Regions from separate parts of the Mus musculus genome. Here region 1 is linked to region 2. A link is a contact called in public promoter capture Hi-C data. All regions are on one chromosome and are shown on one strand. Each heading gives the region's core, a stretch centred on a gene start, on an enhancer-like site or on the middle of the called end of the contact. The rest is flanking DNA. Distances are from core to core; before and after follow the strand shown. Region 1 has its middle 30 kb from the start of Gm30373. Region 2 holds the start of Ccdc153 (coiled-coil domain containing 153).

The links. Promoter capture Hi-C pulls out the DNA fragments that hold promoters and counts their contacts.
Region 1: a contact with region 2 is called in a promoter capture Hi-C map of hippocampal neurons, with 2.0 times the contacts expected there. The contact joins the enhancer-like site here to the promoter of Ccdc153 in region 2. A contact is called at or near these places in 7 of 39 promoter capture datasets (cranial neural crest, epiblast stem cells, frontonasal cranial neural crest and 4 more), 3 of 484 Hi-C or Micro-C datasets (the G1E-ER4 cell line, pre-pro-B cells and uterus), 4 of 115 datasets of contacts at active chromatin or transcription factors (effector CD8 T cells, embryonic forebrain, embryonic midbrain and 1 more) and 3 of 9 other capture datasets (adipose tissue, embryonic stem cells and liver).

What each region holds. Positions count from the first base shown.
Region 1 is chr9:44,001,356-44,007,875 of GRCm38.p6, reverse strand. No RefSeq gene overlaps it. Among named protein-coding and RNA genes, the nearest start is that of Gm30373, 30 kb to the right of the region's middle. Within about 2 kb of position 3,310, at least 19 of the 459 cell types and tissues checked have an H3K27ac peak or open chromatin away from gene starts, as enhancers often do. A contact at or near this core is called in hippocampal neurons and pre-pro-B cells, where this site is marked.
Region 2 is chr9:44,238,566-44,245,973 of GRCm38.p6, reverse strand. It overlaps Ccdc153 (coiled-coil domain containing 153), which reads right to left and starts at 5,297. Exons shown (of 7, transcript NM_001081369.2): 1 at 5,251-5,297; 2 at 4,898-4,976; 3 at 4,287-4,352; 4 at 2,841-2,960; 5 at 2,310-2,402; 6 at 132-262. The coding sequence starts at 4,967.

The sequences.
Region 1 (6,520 bases), core at 2,061-4,560, 240 kb after region 2:
GCCTTCTACAAACCAAGCACAGAGAACTTAGAGAAAAAAAACTTTAAAAAATTAAAAAATTTATTATTATTGTGCATATAATGTTGGCCATGTGAGTGTAGGCACACACATACCATGGTACATGTGTGGAGGTCAGAGATAACGAGCTTCCTGCCTTCCTTTCTGACTTCCAACTCTCAGAAGTCAGCTCTCTTCTCTACTATGGTGTCTAGACATTGATACCAGATCCTCAGGCTGGTGATTTTACCCACTGAGTCATCTTGCCACCCCCAAAAGAAAACAACTGTGCTGTGACCTTGTTTTGGGGGTCCCAGTTTCCAGAACTGTGAGAGGTAAGATGTCTTCTGGTCAAGCTGCCCTGTCCATGGTACTGATGTGTATCTATTGCTGTGATGGCATATCTGCTTTTTGTGGACGAATCTGTGATGTGTAAGAGTCATTTGTTCTTTAGAGCACGACCAGTTATGAATCCACTAAGAGACTGTCCATTACAAAAAAATCTTATCATTGATTTATGTCCCATAATCAACCAAGGCTGATAGCAGGGCTCTATGGGTGGACACATGACATTTAGAAGGCAGTTTGACAAGAAATCAGACTGGAATTGAACATCTACATAATAAATGATAGCAGCAACTTCCCCACTGAGACTTATTACCTCTCTAATGTGAGTAGCGGGTGTGGCAGCAGTCCCAAGAAGGCGCCAGGGACTACAGCTAAGTCTTATGACTTGCACCTGACTTCCTCATACACCTGAAAATAAGCCACGACCATTGTGAGAGCTGCACAGGTGCACCATGATGCTGGCAGTTTAAACAAGTCCATATTTGGTGGAGACATGCTCCTGCCGCCCCGATTGGCTGAAGCTGCGTGCCTGGTGAGGTGACGTGGCCTGCTGTGAGTAGATGAGGACTGAGAGTATATAAGAGTAAGAGGTTGGGGGGGGGGGGAGATCGGGGGAGATAGATGAGGAAAAAGATGAAGAGAGAGAGAGGAAGACGGAAGTTTGCTGAATAAACTGCTGTTAGAAGGACTGGTGGTCGTGTCATTCTTGCTGGTCGAGAGCGGACACTACACTCTAAGCCCTGGGATGTTGCCCTGGCTTACAGTACCAGATGAGTTCCCGTCTATGGAGTGGGCCTTAAATATTATCAGAAACACAGCAGTGACAATTGTACCATCTTTGCACCAGGAGGCACGTCTTGGTACTGTAGCATGCGGTGTCCATAGTTGTTGGTGACAGTTCTTTCCCAGAAGTCCACACAGTGTCTTATGACACTGTCAAAGCTAGGCAGCAGGAAGGGAGAGTCCGGTTCAGACCTAGTTCAATTTCTTTACATTCTAGCCAAAACATGCAGTGTCTTTGATGATGGGATCTTAGCATCTAGTTCTACCATGCAACCAACAGCAGTGGCAATAGCTTGTATGGTGTGGGAGACCCAAAGGTCTTCTTGGCCGACAGCTCCTGGTGAGGAGCATACCATTGGCACTGGGACTTTCAATAGACAACAATATGGCTTCTGGGCCATACCCTTCCTGTTCACACAGGGTACTTTCACTTAAATTCTATAATTGTTAGCTTTGCTACTCTTCCAGATGTTTTTACAAACCTGCAAGACACTCGAGAGTTAACATTATCCAAAGGAGCCTTTTTAGAAAGGGTGGGTTAGATCTTAGGTTCATCATCGTCCATTCTAAGTGCCTGCCAGTTGGTCAAGGGCAGGTAAGGGGATACAAAAAGGTAATAAGGGTCAATGCAGTACAAAATGGTCTCGTTTCTTGCATCAGCTCTTTTGTCAAAGAGCAATGTTTGGTACTGTAGCATTGATAGAGGGCACACTACTCCAGGTAGTCCTTGACAATCCACAGCCATCCCTGTGAGCCATTCCTCCTTCCTTATCTTCCTTATCCTGCACTGGGTCCCTGCATATCTGTCTACTCAGGAGAGAAATGTTCACAGCATACTGCCCACCCCTAGGCTAAGCTTAACCTTTTACCTGGAAGTTGTTCCAGAGGCTTAGAGCTTTCCAGAAACTATTGTAACATTTGATTTTCTGTTAATTTTTCCCCTTAGGAACTCCAGTTTGTCACATTTGCCCTCGAGCTGCCCAGATGTCTGCTTTGTCCTTCTCTTCCCCTTCTTGATAACTTTAGCACCTTACAGATGCAATTGACAAGCTGGCTAGAGTTTACTCAGCATAAGCCTCTACTCCATAAAGATCTCATCTCAACACAGGCTTGGCTAAGCCAGCAAAACCCCACATCAGTTCCGTGGTCCCTACAAAATCAACCAAGCTCTTTCTTAACTCTCCCACGCACATAGAGCACAGCTCTGGCAGGTCCTGTGAACTGAGAACCACACTCTTCCCCTTACACTTTCAGGTCCTTCAGTAAAACTTGCCACTGGCTTTCAGTTCTGCTATTCCTAGACATCTGAACAAAGGACCATCAAGTATCCTTAAAGGCTCCTGTGAGCCAGTCCATGGAGGAGAGTATGGAGGAGGGCCGATATCCCTCCTATTGCCTCAAGCTGTGCTGCTTTGTTTCAAGGAAGGATGGGAAATTATATTAGTTCCTCTGCTTTCAAAATACTCAGCCCGATCTAGTCCACCCTCACCTCCCAGAACTTCACCCTCAGGTTGTCAGAGGCTGTTCTTTGCTACCTCAAGTCTTTCCCTGTTCAGTTGGTTCAGATGTGGAGTGTCCCCTGATCCTCACACTGTCTTGTATTGGAGCATTATGAAGACCTGCCTACCCACCATCTGCATGCCAAATCATAGATTCCCTTCTTAGGCTAAAAGGTTGGATTCAAGGGCCACCTTCTGTCACCTTTAACCTCTTTCCTGCCTCTTCACTGTCCAGGTCTTCCCTTGAATTTCAAGTTGTTATGAAATATAGCATGGGGTGCATGCATTGGGGTGGGGTGTGCCTGGTGGGCCTATGCCAAGGTGTCTCCCTGAGAAATCATGTCATGCAACAGACCTGGTATAAAGGACATTTATTAGGGGGGAGGGGAGTGAGAGAATGGGGAGGCAGACAGACTAGAGCAGAGCCATGAGAGCAGAGAAATGGGTACAGAAAAGGACAGAAAGAAGGACAAAAGGGGAGAAAGAGACTGGCTGGGAGAGAGAGAGAGAGAGAGAGAGAGAGAGAAAACTGGGGTGACAGCAGTCCTTTTATACCTCGCAGTTGGCAGTGGCAGGTAACAGTGGCAGATGATGTTGTAAGCGTTTGCTATGTTCCTGGGAGGAGCCTAGTAAAATCGCCTGTAAGCTAAAGCAATTCTTTGGATCTATTTAGCACAGATCTCATTTGTATTCTCATTTCCTTGGAACTTGCCAACTGTAAGAAACAGCAAGCCAACACTTCCATCCCATCTCCCACAAGCCTCTTCAAAAGAGAATTTTCTGCCAAATTAGAAGCTAAAGCAGCAGACAACACCCAGTGCCTTTTTTGCTTTGTCATTTCTCCCTTGGGTGGGCAGCTTCTTTCTGGGAAGATAGTTTAATTCAAATTGCATGTGGGTGACCACAAGAAAGGTCACATAACTGACACCACAGCTTGATGACCCCATCCTGTGAGTGCTACTTTTAGAGAGGGCAGTGCAGTTTCCAGCTCAGCAGTAGTTTGGGGGCATCTCATAGTGACATGGTGACATCATTCATCATGGCGCCTCAGACCCAGTAGAAGTAGATGGCCAATGACCAGGCTGGATAGCAATGACAGGTAAAGCAAACAGTTTCACCAAAGTCTACTTTAGTGATCCAGTGAGTTACTTGGAGTGTCTGACTCAAAGAGAGCTGTATCACCAAAGAGCCTACTTACCCCAGCATTGTCATGACTTGAGAGCCACACGTTTGGAGTAGTCTACACAATTTTCAGGTAGCTTGGCTAGCCAGCAGTACTTACTGTCTCTACAATCCCCTGAGTATCAGAACTTACAAGAGGTCTCCTACCCTACTCTTGTGAATAATGTTTCCTGTTTCCTTCATTTCCTGAGTCTTAAGAGTCTTTCCAGCCCCTCTGGAAACTCCAATTGGGCACTCCAATGTGGAGGAAGGGACTGCACTGCCTTCCCAAGGCCACCTCCCCTTTTGTTTCATGTTGGAGATGAGTTTAGAGCTTGTGACTGTAAATTCAGACAAAGACTATTTGACAGAACAGGTGCAACGGAGTTGAACGTGCTGCAAGAGCACGCCATATGTGGTGAGCCAGGGGTCCTTTCGTCAACTTTTATTTTGTATTTGTTCCTATTGAGTTTTTGTATGTGGTGTGTATCACTATGACTTGCAGTTTAAAAGAAAAAGAAAAAGAAAAAGAAAAAGAAATGAGGGCTGGTGAGATGGCTTGGTGGGTAAAGGGGCTTGCTGCCAAGTCTGATGACTTGAGTTTGATCTCTAGAACTCATATTATGCAGAGAGAACTGACTCTGGCAAATTGTCCTCTGCCCTCCATACACTCACACACACATAAGCAATAGATTAAAAACAACAACCAACCAACCAAGCAAACAAAAAACCTTGGATAACTTGGAAATCAGTGCAGTGGTTCCTCAGAAAGATGGGGATCGATCTACCTCAAGTCAACCCAGCTACCCACTCTTGGGCATATATCCAAAGGGCGCATCATTCTACTACAGAGACAGCTGCTCAGCTATGTGCATCACTGTTCTATTCATGATAGACAGACATTGAAAACAACCTAGATGTCTGTCAGGGGATAAAGAAAATTTGGTACATTTACAGAACTTACTCAGATGTTTAAAAAGAAAAACGATATCATGTAATTTGCAGGTGATTGGATGAAACTAAAAAAAAAAAAAAAAAATCATCCCGAGTTAGGTAATTCAGACCCAGAAAGGCAAGTATGGTAAGTATTTGCTTTTATGAGGATGTTAGCTGTTATCAATCAAGTCATTGATAAGCAAGCTATATGTAACCATATAACTGTTTTGTTGTTGTTGTTGTTGTTGTTGTTGTTGTTATTTCCCCAAGACAGGGTTTCTCTGTGTAGCCCTGGCTGTCCTGGAACTCACTCTATAGACCAGGCTGGCCTCAAACTCAGAAATCTGCCAGCCTCTGCCTCCCAAGTGCTGGGATTAGAGGTGTGCACCACCACTACCAGACATAACCATATAACTGTATAACCACAGAATTTAAGTAGAGAATAAGGGACTTGGGGGGTGAGGGGGATAGATCTCCCTAGGAAATGGAAATAGAATAAACAGTTATGGATGGACATGTGTGTGAATGCAGGTGTGTGTGTGTGTGTGTGTGCGCTCATGAAAGTGCTGGAGTAGGAGAATCAAACAGGGAGTGGGAGGGAAGAGGGGCAGAGGAGAGACTATGCAGAGAGACAGCTAAACCTAAGGGTTGTTTAGAAACCTAATACAGTACTGTAGAAGCTTCCTAAAGTATATACATATGTGAAGGCAATCGAAATGAAGTCACCAAATAACAGGGAGACAGAGCCTCAACTGGACATCTTTTGTTACCAAATAAAGCTTTCCAGTACTGAGACTGTGTTACATCTAATTGAGTTCTTAACCAAAGGGGTCCCATGGGAACTCCCAAACAACCCAGGCTATTATAAGGCTATTGGTGGCTCTCTACAAGCCAACAGTAAAGCCCTGTTGCTGAAGACAACACCCACACAACTCACTGAGCACAGGAATTGAGCCTACCTAGAGCCTTCTCTATGGACTAGTTGTGTTAATGGTATTGGAAGATATAATCAACACAGCACCAAAGGAGAAAGGTAAGCACCAACCCAGCTACAAATCCTTTGACTGATGGTGGTGACCTGCCTGTATGGTACACCAGTGCAATAGTGGCGTAAGGCATGTGGAAGTAACCAACCAATGTCTGATTTGACTTCAGGCCCACTCCATGAGATACCTGGCACTGCTTGTGTGGCCAAAAATAGATAGGCCAGGGACCTATGGAAAAACCAAATACTACTTTTCTGCTAAAGAACATAGCAATAAAATGGCTCCTAATGGCATGCTGGTATAGTCTTAGTTCTGTGCCTCACTCAGCCATCATCAGAGAAGCTTCCCCTTGTAGCAGATGGGAACAAATAAAGACACAGACAGACAATATGCAGAGACTGACCTTGGGACACATAGCCCTAAAAGGTATGTCTCCATCAAATCTCTCCCCTCTGGGCTCAGGGAACTCTTTAGAAGAGGAGGTAGAAAGATTGTAAGAGCCAGAGGGGTCAGAGGACACCAAGGAAATGAGGCTCTAACACAGCAGGAACAACACACATGTGAACAAGCTCACAGAGATGATCTCTAATTGATAAACCACTTGCAAATGAAAACATTGCCCCCACACCCCAGGGAGTTTCATTGGAGAAACAAACCATTCTTTTTTAAATTTTTTAATTTTTTTATTTTTCTGAGACAGGGTTTCTCTGTGTAGCCCTGGCTGTCCTGGAACTCATTCTGTAGACCAGGTTGGCCTTGAACTCGGAAATCCGGAAACAAACCATTCTTAAGGGTAGGCAGCATGCCTTC
Region 2 (7,408 bases), core at 4,048-6,547:
CTGTCAATGGTTGGATCTTTTGTTTACACTTAGGACAGAGCATGGGGTCGTGGGTCATCACACTAATTGGAGGCATAGGGATGGTAGGTTATGAGATAATTAGAAGATGGCCGACGGGTAGTGGCGCTTACATGCAAGATTTCCTCATATTTGGCCTCCATGTCTGCCACGTGGGCATGAAGCTGAGCCAAGGTTCCATCTTGCTTTCTGAGGGCTCGCTCAGCCTCTTCCTTCGCTGTCTTAGCCTCCCTTTGGCATGTTTCTAGGGAACAGGGCAGAAAGGTAAAGGAGATAGGACAGTGACACTGTATACCAAGAACAGTAACCAAAGGTGTCTAAAGAGGCAGCTTTACAGAGGCCGTTACAGACTCCCAGGGTCATCTTCTTTCCTGAGGTCTCTCTAGACGTTCTGAGGCATGGCAGGGTGCATAGAGGTCTTGAGACAGAAGATGTGTCCAGAGTCTGCTGCTTAGTATTTAGACAGTGTGAAACAAGTCTCTCTGGATCGCCATGTCTTAAATGTTTGCCTTCGTTTTGTTTGTTTTGTTTAAGACAGGATCTCATGTAGCCCAGGCTGGCCTTAAAATCCCCATGTAGCTAAAGATAACCTTGAACTCCATATTGTTTTACCTCTCCCTTTCAGGGTTGGTATTACAGACTTGTACCACCTAACATGGTTCAGTGTTCAGTTTATCTTTATAAATTTATTTATTTTTAATTTTACATCTCAGTTTTTAAAACAACTTCCTCCTCCTCCTCTTCTTCCTCTTCCTCCTCCTCCTCCTTCCTCTCCCCCTCTGTGTGTGTGTGTACACATGTGTGTGTGTGTGTGTGTGTGTGTGCGCGCACACGCACGTGTACACTTGCCTGTGATGTCCAGAGGAGGGTTGGATTTCCTAAAGCTGGAATTATGTTTTCGAGTCACCATGTGGGTGCTGGCTCAGGAAGAGCAGCCAGTGTTCTTAGTCACTGAGCCCTTTCTCCAGCCCCTTCTTTATCTTTAGAGGGAAAATAACATACATCCCTTGTGTTTGCTGTGACCTTAAATGTGGAAATGGACGACAAAGCACTGTATATAGAAGGGGCTCAGTAAATGTTGACTGTAAATTTGAAAGAAGGCCAAGGCCAGAGATGGATGGAGTCCCTAGCCTGTATAAAGCAGTTCACGAATGTTTATATCCAAACCAAAGATATTTTAGGATAAGAAAACTTTGAAATAGGATGTGATGGCTCACACCTAGAACCTGACAACTCAGGAGACTGAGGCTGGAGGATCACTGTGAGTTCAAGGCCACCTTGGACTTTTGAGAAATAAAAAAGACTCAGGAGGCTGCTGCTCTTTCCCAGGACCCGGGTTTGGTTTATACCACTCACATGGTGGCTCAGAACCATCCATAGCTCCAGCTCCATGGGATCTGATACCATCTTCTGACCCTTTTGCTCTTTTTTTGTTGCTGTTTTTTGGTTTTTGGTATTTTCGAGACAGGGTTCCTCTGTGTAGCTCTGGCTGTCCTGGAACTCACTCTGTAGACCAGGCTGGCCTTGAACTCAGAGATCCACCAGCCTCTGCCTCCCAAGTGCTGGGATTAAAGGTGTGTGCCGCCACCACCTGGTTTGACCTCTGTTTTCTTATCTGGTTGGTCTACTCATTGATTTAGCAAGTAGAAATTTAAGGCTTTCTACCAGGTGCGTGGCTTTGAGGATGCTGAAGTAAATTAAGTCTAACATTCTCTGTAGTTTGGTTGTAAAGGTTGGCTAGACTAATAAGGAATATGTTTTGCTTAGGACAGGCAAGGCAATGAAGGGGTTAACTGCTGGACTTGGGGAGAAATGGAGTGACTTACCTTCTTTACCTCTGTCTTAGAGGCTTCTTTTGAACTTTCTTCTTTTTTAGATTTATTTATTCTTGTTATTTTATGTGTATGAGTGCTTTGCTTGAACGTATGTATGTGCACCATGTGGGTGTCTGTGAAGTTAGAAGAGGACCTCAGATCCCCTCTGGCTGGAGTTACAGGATGGTTGTGAACTGTCATGTGAGTGCTGGGGATTGATTGTGGGTTCTTTGTAAGAACAAGTGCTGTTAACTGTTAACTGCTGAGCCAGCTCTCCGAGAGGCATAACTCCAGCCCTGACAGAGAGGTTTGTGTCACTGAACTCTTTGTTCAGAGGAGAGCTAGGGTGCCGGTGACCCTAGTTAAAACTCAGCCAACAGACTGTAGACATCTAGAGGAGAGCCTCTGAAGTCCACTCATCCATGCTGGGGCCTTGATACTGAGCCTGGAAAAGAAGGGACAAGGATGGGGGCCTACCTAGCTGCTCCTTTAGACTTCTCACTTCCTCCTCCAGCTGTTTGCTTCGGGTCCCCAGCTCCTCCTTTAGGGCCTGCCGCTGGCGGCTCATCTCTGAGGTAGGAGCAGTAGGCAGCAGGGATAGAGGAGGCATAAGGGAAGGAAATAACGTTACACGTAGGGGAACGTCTCGGCGGAGACACAGAACTAAGAAACTTGGGAGACCTTGAAAATGAGGGAGATAGGAAAGAAGACTCTCTCCCCCATATCTGTTTAGGGGGGACTCTGGCCTTTCCTCCCACTTACTCCCAAAGGTGAAAAAGGTAAGGGCTGTCACTGCATTTTGTTCATGCCAACACCAAGCATGGAACATTAGACACCCTAGGATGTGGTGATCCGTGTTCATACCAGGGATCTATCTTTGGGTCTCTGGACCCTGCCTATGCAGGGAAGGTGAGACTAGGTATGGCAGTTGGAATCACTCTTCATTTCCCTTCCTCCAATTCCCTGACCTCCTCCAGGCCCGTCTCCTGTCCACCTGATCAAACATACCTGCATATATGGCCTTCCCTTCACTTTGGGTTCTTTCCAGTTCAGCTTCTAGCCCTTGTAACCTCTGCTTCAGCCTGTCTTCAGAAGCCTTGGCTCGGCGAGCCTCTTCCCTCTGTAGAGCTGTGAGTATCGCAGAGCCATGCTCAGGCCTGACCGTGGATCTCATAGAATCAATCACCATAGCCTTGAACTCTGCTTCTCTTTGGGAACTTGGCAGTGTCAACCTCTTATGCAGTGTCTCTCCCTGGACCCTCTTGAAACCCACAGAGTTTTCATTCCTACAGAGTCAATAGTCTCTCCGTGTTCTGGCTACTAAAAAACAATGGCTTCCCGAGCTGCAGATTAGCTTCACGGTAGACTACTTACCTATCCTGAATGGGGTTGTGATTGCGTTCTCAGAGTCAGGGGGAAGAACAACTTCTTCATCAATCTTCATTGTCTAGCCCTTCCTCACAATCCTTGCCAACAGAGAATTAGCCCTGGACATAGTCCACACTTCCAGTTCCCCAAGAACCCAGAGATGCCACGTATGCCAAGGCTGCACGGATAGTTCTATGTCAACTTGACACAAGCTAGAATTATCAGAGAGGAGGGAGCCACAACTGAGAAAATGCCTCAGGCTGGAGAGATGGCTCAGCGGTTAAGAGCACTGACTGCTCTTCCAGAGGTTCTGAGTTCAAATCCCAGCAACCACATGGTGACTCACAATCTTCTGTAATGGGATACCCTCTTCTGGAGTGTCTGAAGACAGGGACAGTACACTCATGTACATAAAATAAATAAATCTTTTTTTAAAAAAGATTAGAAGCCGGGCATGGTGGCGCACGCCTTTGATCCCAGCACTTGGGAGGCAGAGGCAGGCGGATTTCTGAGTTCGAGGCCAGCCTGGTCTACAAAGTGAGTTCCAGGACAGCCAGGGCTATACAGAGAAACCCTGTCTCAAAAAACAAACAAACAAACAAGAGAGAGGGAGGGAGGGAGGGAGGGAGGGAGGGAGGGAGGGAGGGAAGGAAGGAAGGAAGGAAGGAAGGAAGGAAGGAAGGAAGGAAGGAAGGAAGGAAGAAAGAAAATGCCTCTATAAGATCTGGCTATAGTTAAGCCTATAGGGCATTTTCTTAATCAGTGAATGATGGGGAGGGCCCAGCCCATTGTGGGTGGTGCTACCCCTTTGCTGGTGGTCCTGGGTTCTATAAAAAAGCAGGCTGAGCAAGCCATGGAGAGCAAGCCAATTAGCAGCACCCCTCCATGACTTCCGTATCAGCTCCTGTCTCCAGGCTCCTAGCTCCTCTCCTGACTTCTTTCAATAATAAACAGTGCTTTGGGTGCGCAAGCCAGATAAACCATCTCCTCCCCACGTTGCTTTGGTTGTGGTGTTTCTTCACAGCAGTGATAACCCTGACTAGGACCTGTCATTGCTGCTGTCTCCTGAGGCTCCACACTCCTTACCCAAGCGGTCCTGAAGCAGCTCCTTCTCGAGCAGCACCAGCCTGTGCTTGGCCTCAGCCTCCACACCTGTCGTGGCAAACCACGGAGTCTTAGGCTACGCTGATCTCGCCCCTGCCCTGTCTTCCTCCCGCACTTTTTGCAGGATGGGGGAAGATCACTGATACCCAATGCCAAAATCTGACAAATTCATAGCCAAGCCTTCACTGCCTTGTACTTGGTGTGTGCTCAAAAGAAGGGTGAAACAGATGACAGAGGCAAAGGACTAGAGGGGGCTCCAGGGGGAGAGAGGCAGTCTCCGGTCCCCAGCCTGGCCGAATCTGAACTCAGGGCTCTGAAGAGGAGGGCAAGAGAGCCTCACTTTAGCCAACTGTGGTGTCAATGCCTAACTAATGCCAGGCATTGTGAGCACCAGGCTGTCCCAGCACTAGGAGGACTAGGAGGATACGTTTGAGGCTTGCCTGGGTTTCTTAGTGACCCTGTGTCAAAAGAACAAAAGACAAAACCAAAACAAACGCCCTCTGTCTTGTTGCCCAGGGAGCTGGATTCCCTCTAAGGACCTTGGTGTGGACATGGACATGCAGGGGCACTGGCCTTCACCCATGGTGACTCACCAGGACTTGAATTCTTTTTCTTCTTCCGTGCCTCAGCTTTTCTCCCCCTTCCTTTGGTTTTAGGTGGCATCCCGCTGTCCTGACGAAGGGAAGACCTATGTAGGTCAGCATACAGACAGGCTTTCCTGACTCTTACACTGAGTTGGTTGGGGGTTTCTGGAGCATCAGAGTGCCAGTCTCCCAGTGCATCTTACACTTCTATAGAAGCTTCATTTCTTGGTCTCTGGGACCCTTAGGGAGGGCTGGGATCACTGAGGGAGAACAATCCTATGTGCAGCAGTCAGCTTCTTAGAGAAACTTCTGGACATCCCTTCTCTCTCCCCAACTTGTGTACTCTCCTCCTTCCTACCTACCTGCAAGACTTTCTGTTGCTTGTGTGGTGTCTCCCTGGGAAATGACATGTCATGGGGACAGTAAAGAGAGACCCAAGTAGATTGAGTCTAGGGAGGAGCCTGGGTCCTGGGAGCCAATCCAAGGTGTAAAACTTCCTCAAGAGGTGGGACCAAGAACTGGGATGTTGGGTTTCTGGATACTGCACGTTGTCCAGGCAACTGGAAAACTCAGGCAGGTGGGTGAGCTAAATCAGCTCATACAAAGGAAAGCTTCTCTTTTTACCTCCATATCCTAGCCCTAAAGAAGAGGCTTAGGAGCCGAATAGCTATTATTCATGTCTACACAGGCACTACCTGTGGTCTGGAGACTCTCCAGGCTAGGAATCTACAAACTTGCAGTCTGGGAGAGCAGTGTTTTGCAAGACATAGGGAAAGCAGGGATAGCGGCCATCACAGCTACTTTATATCTGGAGGTTTCGTGTGAACACAGTGACATTATTTACTTTAAAACAGAAGGTTTGGGGGCTGGAGAGATGGCTCAGTGGTTGAGAGCACTTGGCTGCTCTCCCAGAGGTCCCGAGTTCAATTTCCAGCAACAGCATGGTGGTTCACATCCATCTGTAATGGTATCGGATGCCCTCTTCTGGTGTGTCTGAAGACCACCAGATACATAAAATAAATAAATAAATGTTTTGTTTGTTTTTTGTTTTTTGTTTTTGTTTTTGTTTTTTTTTAAACAACAACCTGAAGGTTTGCCTCAAAAAGGCTACTGTGGTGTGTGAGGGAAACATGTTCTGACACAGGTAGTTGAAAGGATGCTGACCCACAAAGAGGAACACAAATTAGACAAGAGTCTGGAGTTCAGCTACTTAATTTTGCTCAGCTTGTATTTCTTGGTGTATAAGTTTTGTAGCTCCTGAAATCCCCAGACGTCAGTGCAGTGTTTACAGGACTCCTTTTTCCCTCTCCAGTCAATCTTGCCTTCTCCCACTATTTCTTTATGAGGTTTAATCTGCAGGCAGGGGTTTAGCAGCCCCCAGGCTCCCTGCAGCATAAAGTTGCTTAGGGCTCCCTCTAGTGGACTTGCTTGACCGCCTGCACCTCCTAAAGTTTGCAGTTGGTAATTTCTTGGGCAATATTGGGGGAGATCCCCTTTACGGGGTGTTTTTTAGTATCTTATGTATAATTAAAATTTGATTGTTGGCAGAAAGCATGACGGGAAGCCCTCCCTCCATCTGGGAGAGATCCGTCTGGACCTGTGCCATCTCTGGGCACCATAATGTCACCATACATAGAATTTAAACAAGCCTTCCTCCCTGTGGATTATGGAACCTACAGATCCTTTTTAGGCATGTCTGTCCATTCTAGTCCCTGAAAATGTTGGTCAGTTGCATATTATTAGAAGCAAATCTGCCGAAACAGACACAAGATGTGGGACTATGAAATCACTTCCAGAGCAAGCGGAAGGTCAATACCTGTTTTATTTAACTCCGTAGCACTTTAGATACTGTAAGAGAGAGTTTTAATTTTTATTTTTGATTATGTTCTTTATGTGTGGGTTTGTGAGCACAGTGCCGGGGGGCGGGGGAGGCTACAAGAGAGCTTTGGAGTCCCTTGGAGTCGGAGTTACGGGTAGTTGTGAGCAGCCCACCAGTGTGGTGCTGGAAACCAAATTCGAGTCCTCTTCATGAGCAGGACTCACTTTTAACTGCCGAGCCATGTCTCCAGCCCCGGCTCTGGACACTTTATAGAGCAAAGAGTCCTACTTGTCGTTGTGATGCTTACAGCCCCTGTAACGTAGGGCTGGTGACCCCGTACACAGGTCTCAGATATGGAGAAATCTCATTTTTCATCACGTTTTCATTTATTCTTCCTTTAGAATCTCCGGTCCTTTCCCAGGAGCTTCTCAGGGACTTCTTTCCCTGAATCTCTGTCACTCACGTTTGTGCTTGGAAGGACACATTGGGGATGACAGAACACAACCTAGACCTCATGTTTTAGGAGATCGTGTATTTTACAAATGAGTTCAGTCAACTGACTCTCAGGTGCAGGATCAGGATGTGGTTTGAGGTCAAGGTGAAGTGGAGAAAAAAAAAGGTGCCATGTGTCACGTGATGAACTGGTCCCAACGGAACCCAGAAAGGGGTTGGCGTTGTGCTCAGCAATTCAGCCCCTCTTT